Linked DNA regions of Gasterosteus aculeatus: region 1 is linked to region 2. A link is a contact called in public Hi-C data. All regions are on one chromosome and are shown on one strand. The core of a region is the stretch at or near the end of the contact, and the rest is flanking DNA. Distances in the headings are between cores, read along the strand shown.

Evidence for each region. Hi-C and Micro-C count contacts between places; a contact is called where the count stands out from the background.
Region 1: a Hi-C map of skeletal muscle shows a contact between it and region 2, with 11 times the contacts expected there. The contact joins the promoter of zfp36l2 here to the enhancer-like site in region 2. A contact is called at or near these places in 5 of 6 Hi-C or Micro-C datasets (liver, skeletal muscle, tail fin and 1 more).

Annotation. Positions count from the first base shown.
Region 1 is chr6:6,368,773-6,372,869 of fGasAcu3.hap1.1, reverse strand. zfp36l2 (zinc finger protein 36, C3H type-like 2) reads left to right here and starts at 2,106. Exons shown (of 2, transcript XM_040179111.2): 1 at 2,106-2,702; 2 at 2,866-4,097. The coding sequence starts at 2,613. The coding sequence ends at 4,077.
Region 2 is chr6:6,266,376-6,270,488 of fGasAcu3.hap1.1, reverse strand. The region is part of intron 1 of LOC144409417 (a long non-coding RNA gene); the gene reads left to right. Among protein-coding and RNA genes, the nearest start is that of LOC144409416, 4.5 kb to the left of the region's middle. Within about 2 kb of position 1,533, at least 2 of the 9 cell types and tissues checked have open chromatin away from gene starts, as enhancers often do.

The sequences.
Region 1 (4,097 bases), core at 857-3,356, 100 kb before region 2:
AACTCCAAAAAAGTATGCTGTATGTCAACAATACTTTGTGCGTGCCGAGGCCGTGACGATAACCCAGCGGGGGGGAAAGTGTCAGACCACAAATGCCTCCGAGCGCCGTCTGCATCGAGCATGCAAACAAGCGCCGCGCTTCCTCCGCCTCCAACGGAGGTTTCAAGGATTAAAGGGTCTGGGACGAAGCGACGGCCGAAGCTTCGAGCGTCGACTTCAATGGCGCGATTGTGCGGCCGCGCTGGCTTTACAGCGCTGGCGCGGGATCGTGGAGGCAAGTGTTTTCCTCTCTCGACACGTCCCCAAAGTCGCGCTCCAGCGTTCGCTCTGACTTCGACTGTATGTTTATACAAGGTGTTATTTTTCCGCTGTTCAATTTACTGCAGGATTCTTCCCGTTGGACTGCGTTTTTATGCTTCCCTCTACTTTTCCTGGTTATGTAATTAGGAGGACGGCACAATGGACTACTGTCCTGTGTGTGTATGCGTGTGTGTTTGTACACATGAATTTGTGTGTTGCCCTCTCACACAGCCGGACCCTTCTCCTTCCCTGGTAGCCATGTTCCCTGTTACAGTAAAACTGACGTAATGTTTTGGAACATCTTAACGCCCCCCCATAGATGAACGCTTTAACGGAACAGAGCCGTGATGGAGGAGAGCGGTTACTGCGGACGAGGACATGTTGAAGGGATTTTCTCAGCAGCCTCGGCGTGTCTGTTCTTCCCATTAAACTATTTATCACAACTGGCCAAGCAAATAGTCCTGGGGCAGCCCTCAAGACTAATTTTAGGGTTGGTAGTAGTAGATTCCAAGCTCTTATGTCACTTGTTTTTCGCATGTGTCCCCCCCGGCATCACAAACCGTACAGCACTTGAAGAAATATTGAATCATGTCATGGAGAGAAAAATTGTTTATTTAAAAAAAAAGAATGTAGAACTATTCTTTGACTTGAAAAGCTTCATGGTTACTAGTGTCGCAGAACCTGGAAATTTCTGCAGATCCGTGTCGCACAGCGTTTTTACACCCCGCTGTCGGCTCGCTGATGTAAGTCTCGTCCTTCTGCTGCCAGCGCTGCAATCTTTCCACTGTGGGATTTATTCTTCTCAACTTGACAACTCCCAGAGTGCAGCGTAGTAGTTTGACATTTCCATGTGAACATTCTGCCACCCTGCGAACGTTACGTCAGGCCAACTGCAGCGCGTTCTTTGATTAACAAAGAGGAGGGTGACACAAAACACCCACTATGTCTGGGGGCTTCTGCTGTGGCAAAAACAAACGACATAAAAAAAGTCACTTTCTCTACAATCACCGCTAAAGGGGATCCAAATGGGCCTTTAGGCCTGAGCCAGCTGCGGCCAGCAGGGGGAGCCAGAGTCCGTTTGGGCACGCAGTTCCCCTCTTGGCCTCGCGGGGGCAGCGTTGCTCCGCTGCGACACATTTACAAACCGCATTCTTGCAGTCGGGCCTGAGATTGGGGGGGAAAAACAAGTCATGGAGAAACTTCAAGAGTGGCTCAAAAAGAAGATTGTAACCGAAGCGTATCCGCTTTGCGCTCAGCGCGTTAGCTCGTTCTTTTCCAATCGATTTCTGAATCGAGACAAAATCCTATCGATGTTTAGTTTGAATGAGTAGCATAAAAAGGTCACGCGCTGCCGACGGCCATGGACATGTCTCCTCTGCCATGTGTAGTGGACCAGGAATAGGCCGCTGTTGCCCTGTGGAAGTCCACTACGCAACGCGCTCGCTGCTATAAATTGGTGCTTGCACTCTGCCTGGACTCCTCTCCCCTCATACTTGTGGTCTCACCCCATCACAGGGAGGGAGAGGCACAGTTTCCTTCCATTACAAATGCATGTGTCAGCTTCCTAGTGTGGTGGTCCAGAGGTGGAGAAGGGTGGCCTGGCACTGGTCGGTTTTTTCTTTTTTTTCGGGGGGGTCGGAGAAGTTGCCTTTGAGCAAGGCACAACGTGTGACCCAGGGGAGGATGTGCGTACGGTTAATTTGTTCCTGTAGAGCAGCGCGCATGCGCAGTAGACCCCCACCATGTGTTTCTGCATTCTTTCTCAGCGAGTCGGCCGAAGAAGAAGTAGTAACAAAAAAATAAAAGATAAACTTCCACAAAATTGGTTGTGTGATTAAAAGTGTGTGTGTGTGTGCGGGAAGGGAGAGGGGGGGGGGGGGGGGGTGCTGGGGTTGGATTTCAAGGCGTGGTGAAGGAGAATAGGCGGCCAACCGGTGAGAGGAGCTTTTCTCCGGGAGGGGGGGAAGAGGCGGCTCCTCGCAAAACTTCGCACCGACTTCAGCTCGCCCCTCCCCGGCCGCCGCCAGGCATTTATACCCACGCAAAAAGGCTGCAGCGCACAGTGAAGCACTCTGGCTCCGCGCTTCTCGAGGGGAGGACATAAAGCCACCTCCGACCCCACAGCACCAAACCAACCCCCCTGCTGGTTGTTGGTTTTTTTTGTGTGTTTCTTCTTATCCTCCTCCAAACTTCTGCGGACTTAAAAACTGCACACGAACTTTTTAACGGCAACTTTTTCCCTCAACCAAAACCAGTCGTGGCACAAACTACCGCTTCCGCACGCCGCGTTCAGGGACCCCGCTCGGTCCTCCATGAAAGAGGGAGTGCGGCAGCACGCTTGGGGAAACGAGATGTCTGCGACCGTCTTGTCCGCGTTCTACGACATGGACTTGCTCTACAAGGTAAAGCTCGGGCGCGTTACCGGGGGGCGCGGGCGCGCGCGCTGCATCAACGCCGCAAAGTTGTTCGACTGCATCAACTTGTTGCGGCGTCATGTGGTGGAAACATTGTGTCAATTTGCTGCCAGCCGTGCACTGCTAACTTGTGTCTTTCTCTCCCGTACAGCAAGATAAAAGCATGAACATGAACGCCCTCCACATCAACAGCATGCTGGACAAGAAAGCCGTCGGGGCCCCGGTCACGTCTCCGGGCTCCGGCCCTTTCTCTCCGGGATTTTTCCGCAGAAACTCAACCAGCAACTTGGAGGCGCTGAACAACGGCAACAAGTACTCGATGGGCTCCTACGGCAGCCTGAAGGAGAACACGCCGAACGGCGGCGGCAGCAGCAGCAGCAGCGCCGCCACGGCCCTCATGAACAAGGAGAACAAGTTCCGCGACCGCGCGTACAGCGACAACGGGGACCGGGGCGTGCTGCAGCAGAAGCCCGGCTCTCAGATCAACTCCACCCGCTACAAGACCGAGCTGTGCCGGCCCTTCGAGGAGAACGGCTCGTGCAAGTACGGGGAGAAGTGCCAGTTCGCTCACGGCTACCACGAGCTGCGGAGCTTGTCCCGCCACCCGAAGTACAAAACCGAGCCGTGCCGCACCTTCCACACCATCGGCTTCTGCCCGTACGGCCCCCGGTGTCACTTTATCCACAACGCCGACGAGCGGCGGCCCGCGCCGGCCACCAACGCCAACATGCAGCTGGGCGAGTCCCGCTCGGTCCGCGACCTGTGCAGCTACGGCCAGCGGGACTCGCTGCCGCCGCAGCTCGGCTACACCCAGAGGGACAGACCAAAGCTTCACCACAGCCTCAGCTTCTCCGGCTTCTCCACCCACCACGGGCTCGAGTCTCCCCTGCTCGACAGCCCCATGTCCCGGACCCCGCCGCCGGCCACCGCCTCCTCCTCCTGCACCTCCACCTCGAGCTTCTACGAGGACGTGCTCTCTCCCAACTCCCTGTCCTGCATCAACAGTGCCTTCGCCTTCCCCGGGCAGGACCTAAAAGCCCTGCTGGCCCCGCTGGCCGTGCACACCCCGAGCGGGTACGCCAACAACCACTCCGCCGGCGCCTACTACGGGAACGCGCAGGGCAGCGCGTGCCCGCCCTCCCCGCCGACGTACAACATGAGCCACTTGCAGGCGCTGCGCCGCCTCAGCGAGTCGCCGGTGTTCGAGCCTCCTCCCAGCCCGCCCGACTCGCTCTCCGACCGGGAGAGCTACGCGAGCGGGTCCCTCAGCTCTTCCGGGAGCCTCAGCGGCTCCGAGTCCCCGAGTCTGGACGCTGGAAGGCGGTTGCCAATCTTCAGCAGGCTGTCGATTTCAGATGACTAATCGTTATACATATATTTTTT
Region 2 (4,113 bases), core at 284-2,783:
ATTCTAAGACTTGGGTTGAACTGAGCATGTCTGCTTTGCTACTTGTGTCACATCAACATGGCCAAAGTGGAACACTGTCACTCTGCAGTGGAATTCCTACTGCATTACCATAACTATATTATATAGTTACTGTAAAAGTTTCACTGCTGTCCCAGCTATCAATTATGGGTTTCATGGCCCGCCCCCCTACATTCCTATTGGCTTATGAGCCTATTTTGTAGACATTTTCCACTAATCTATTCTGCGTAATGTTTTTACAAGAATGTGTTCTTAGATGACAAACTATTATTACCAGTACTAATATTTTTGCTTGGACTCCAGTTCTTTGGTTTTACTGGGACCTGCTGAGTGTGTATAAGTTAAGACTGGCTCTGCGTACACGTACACATCAATGTTGACAATTTAGCACAATAAGAACGTATCGGTCGCGGTGGACACGCGGCAGATCATTTCGCTTTGAATGCAGGACTACTTTTAAGAGTTGTCATTACGGCACTTAATCATTTCATGCTTCCCACTACGAATGGGCAACATTGTCATGTATAACACATTACGAAAGGCTGCCTCATCGTCAACAACACATTGTGTCTTTTGATAGGTGTTATGTCACCACTGACACAACACCCCTGAAATGTTTATTGCTGCACATGAGATGCACCCCGTCTGGCCGCGTATGCAACATTATGCAATCTCACTCAACTATTAATATGCAGTATGACACAGAGTGTACTAAATGTACTGAATGAATGGAATGTTCTGGTAACCGGTCCTCCCGTTCATTCCCTCGAGACCTTTCGCATCACCTGGCAGCCGGCCGGCAAAGTTCCCGCCATAGTGTTGGCCGGTTAGCGCTCGCGGCCCTTGAAACGTACATTTGCAGTCCCCTCCACAAGTGCACACTCAGAAATCAAACGCACACGTGCAGAGCGAGTGGGCTCGGAGGTGCCCGCCGTTGTTCTGTGGCTCGCCGAAGCAGCTCCTTCCCGCTCTGATTCCTCCCCGAGGCCACGCCAAGGAACCAGGCGCTTCAGCAGCACCGCCGCCGGGGTCCCACCAACCAAGAGAAAGACGGAGAGACCTCCATCACGGCCACGCCACAGCCATTATGTGCAGATTGAATGGAATCTGATGTGGAGGATGTGGCTGGCTATCTCATTTGCTGTTTATGTAACAGGGGTGGGGGGAGGAAACACAGAATAAAGCCTGTCCGTTCCGGGCCTTTTGTCTATGCAACTTCCCAACGGCTTAATGAGGGTTAAACAGAGCCGTCGCAGACAAGATGACCAAGCTCTTAAGGTTGGTGTGAACAAGAATTCAGTGTAAACACAACCAGGAGGGCCGGCTGTTGTTTTCTAGGAGGCAGCACACAACTATCCATGATAGTAGTGAGTCAGGATTCCAGTGACCCCCCCCCCAAGGGCAATGCTTTGTGTTAGACTGCCCCCTAGTGTTGTTGAGTGTCCTCCGGCTCCTCTTTCACCTCCTCCTCCACCTTTTCCCCCTCCTCTTCTTTCTCGGCTGTCTCTCTAGCCCTTTCTTTGAGCATGAAGTTATCTAAAAGGTATTAGCACCAGGGGAATGAATCCTGAGTGAAACCAGCAGATGTGGAGGTGATAATGAGTCAGAGTCATCCCGTTCTTGGCTCGGGAAGTTTTCCCAGACTTTATATGCTCAGTCAGCTAAATGGATAGAAAAACAAATGCTTGGGGAGTCAGAGCAAGCTGAATGTGTGTGTGCACGTGTGTGTGTTTTAATGGACGCTGAAAGATTGAAAGATCATGGTTGCTGAAGCTCTTGCAGCCCACACAGAATATTAATAATTCCCAGATTTTTAGGTCATTGTCAAACTGATACGTCACTTTCATTTATTCTCTTCCTGTTTTTGTCAGCTTGTGCTTCACTCCCATTTCCACCATCTAGGCCATCAGGACAGTTTTAACAGTGCAAAAGGCGACATTGGAATCTCTGCTGGCCAACATTTATTATTTTCAATTTATTTTTAAGGTTTATTAAACCGGAAATTTGGGCGCTTTGGAAACTGCTGCTGGAGTAAATCAATTTTTTTGAGATATGATCTTTTTTCTTTCTCCCGCCAGAGAGATTTCACTAAATCCTTTCCTCCACTAGATTCGTCTGACAGCTGCAATTCTTACTTTGCAGAGGAGCCTTTAGCACACAGAACCTCAGATGAGCTCATACCGTGCGGTACCAGGCACACATCGGAACTACCCAACATGGCACCACCTACAACTCTGAAATATGGACTTGTAGAGCTTGCTATATATACAACTTTTGACACCACTGGCAATATGGTATTTGAACGTGCAAACCTCAGGCTCAAATGTGGGATTTGTGTTTGGGAAATGATGCGAGGTTCCAGGGTTGTTTGTATTGTCACTGTGAAACAACTGAATGCAGATGGGAGACTCATTAATCTACTTTACAACAAAGCCCACAAAAAGTAAATCAGCTGCGGGTGGCACATCATGTAACCGATGTCATCCATGCTCAGTAGTTGGTTGTAATACCGTGCACTTCCCACGCCACTTGTATGTTTCCAGTCAGGAAAAACTGTCTGAAAAACTTAAAAGAGTCTTTAATTCTTTTTTTGGTTCCCTCCAAAGACGTTGACTTGACCATGTGAGGTCAGTCGATGAGGTCGGGCCTCCTACGACTAGTGAGGGGAAAGTTTCATGTTGAATCATTAATATTTTTTTAAATTGACTAAATGAGAAAACTATGGTTTTATGAAGCTTCGGTTTCCGTAAACCAATCGCGTCAGTGCTGTTTACCGCTAAACGCTGTTCTCCTCTCTGTTGCTGTCAGTTGTCATTTCAGCGAGCACCAGACGCAACCCCCCCCCCCCCCCCCCTGACACCTCCCTCCGCCCCCCCTGACACCTCCAACCAGCAGGGGAATCTGGCATATCGAAAGAGTGGAGCAACTTATTCTCTACCACCACCACCAAATAATACATAATATCAAATTGTTAATCCTATCCTTAATTTAGATATATGAAAATATGCTCGTAATGTGATGTAACTGTTTACCAAACTGAGCCCTGGAAATTGTCCTTTCTACACTTGCCAAAAAAACATTAGTCCATCACGGTCGGCCATGTTTTTTTGTTATGTTTGGCGAACATGGAACATGTGGGGTCGGAATTTTGGGAAAGTCTCAACTGTGAGACCTACTTTGCCTGCACGGCATCTTGAATTACTTCCAAATTGTGTGACGAAGTTTAGCATGGTGTAAAAACTATACAAAAGAAATATTCGGCGATTAGGACCATCCATTATGTCCTGATTTGGATATGTAATCACAGCATATGCCGAACTGAAAATTTGCCCAAATGGAATTAAGACACTCGTTGTGATGATGGAGCAAAAAGTTGCCTATAGCTGTTTTTTTTTGCCAACTCTTCTCCGATGTGATGAAAGACAATAAATATGAATCTAACATGAATATGTGTCAGGAAGCTTTTTGGTTCACATCTCCTGACCTGGAGCAGATCGTCATAAACGGCTATGTGGCACTTTCCCAAACTCATTCATCTCCCTGAGCAAGGCAGCTTTCAGTACAAACCTCAGGCAAACACACGCGCACACACGCACGCACACACACACACATTAACAGTACAGCGTGTGTTTAACTTAGCAGTTAGAAAAGTCCCCCAGTGAGAGGTGTTGATGGATGGATGTCAGATGCAATGACCTGCCTGGGTCTCCTCTATTTCACACAACCACATTAACCGGGTCATCAATCAGTGAGTGTTTGTGTGTGTGTGCGTGTGTGCGTGTGTGCATGTTTTTGAAAAAATACACCATGTGTTGGGCCGCGCCAGCGTTTCCAGCGTGTAGATTGCGAGCATGAATCCATATGTACCGCGGTTGCACTTAACAGGAAGACGCACACATGCACGCACAAACACAAGGAGGGACACGGATCCGTGCCGACTTGTAGGACCTCATTACAGCAGCCAATCAGGAGACAAAACACCGGTCTGATTAGCAAAATACCTGCACAAATAAACAGCAAAAGATTGACCCTAGATAGAGAGGGGGGAGGGGGAAGGGGGGAGGGGGGCTGGGAGACAGAGAGAGATATAGTGTT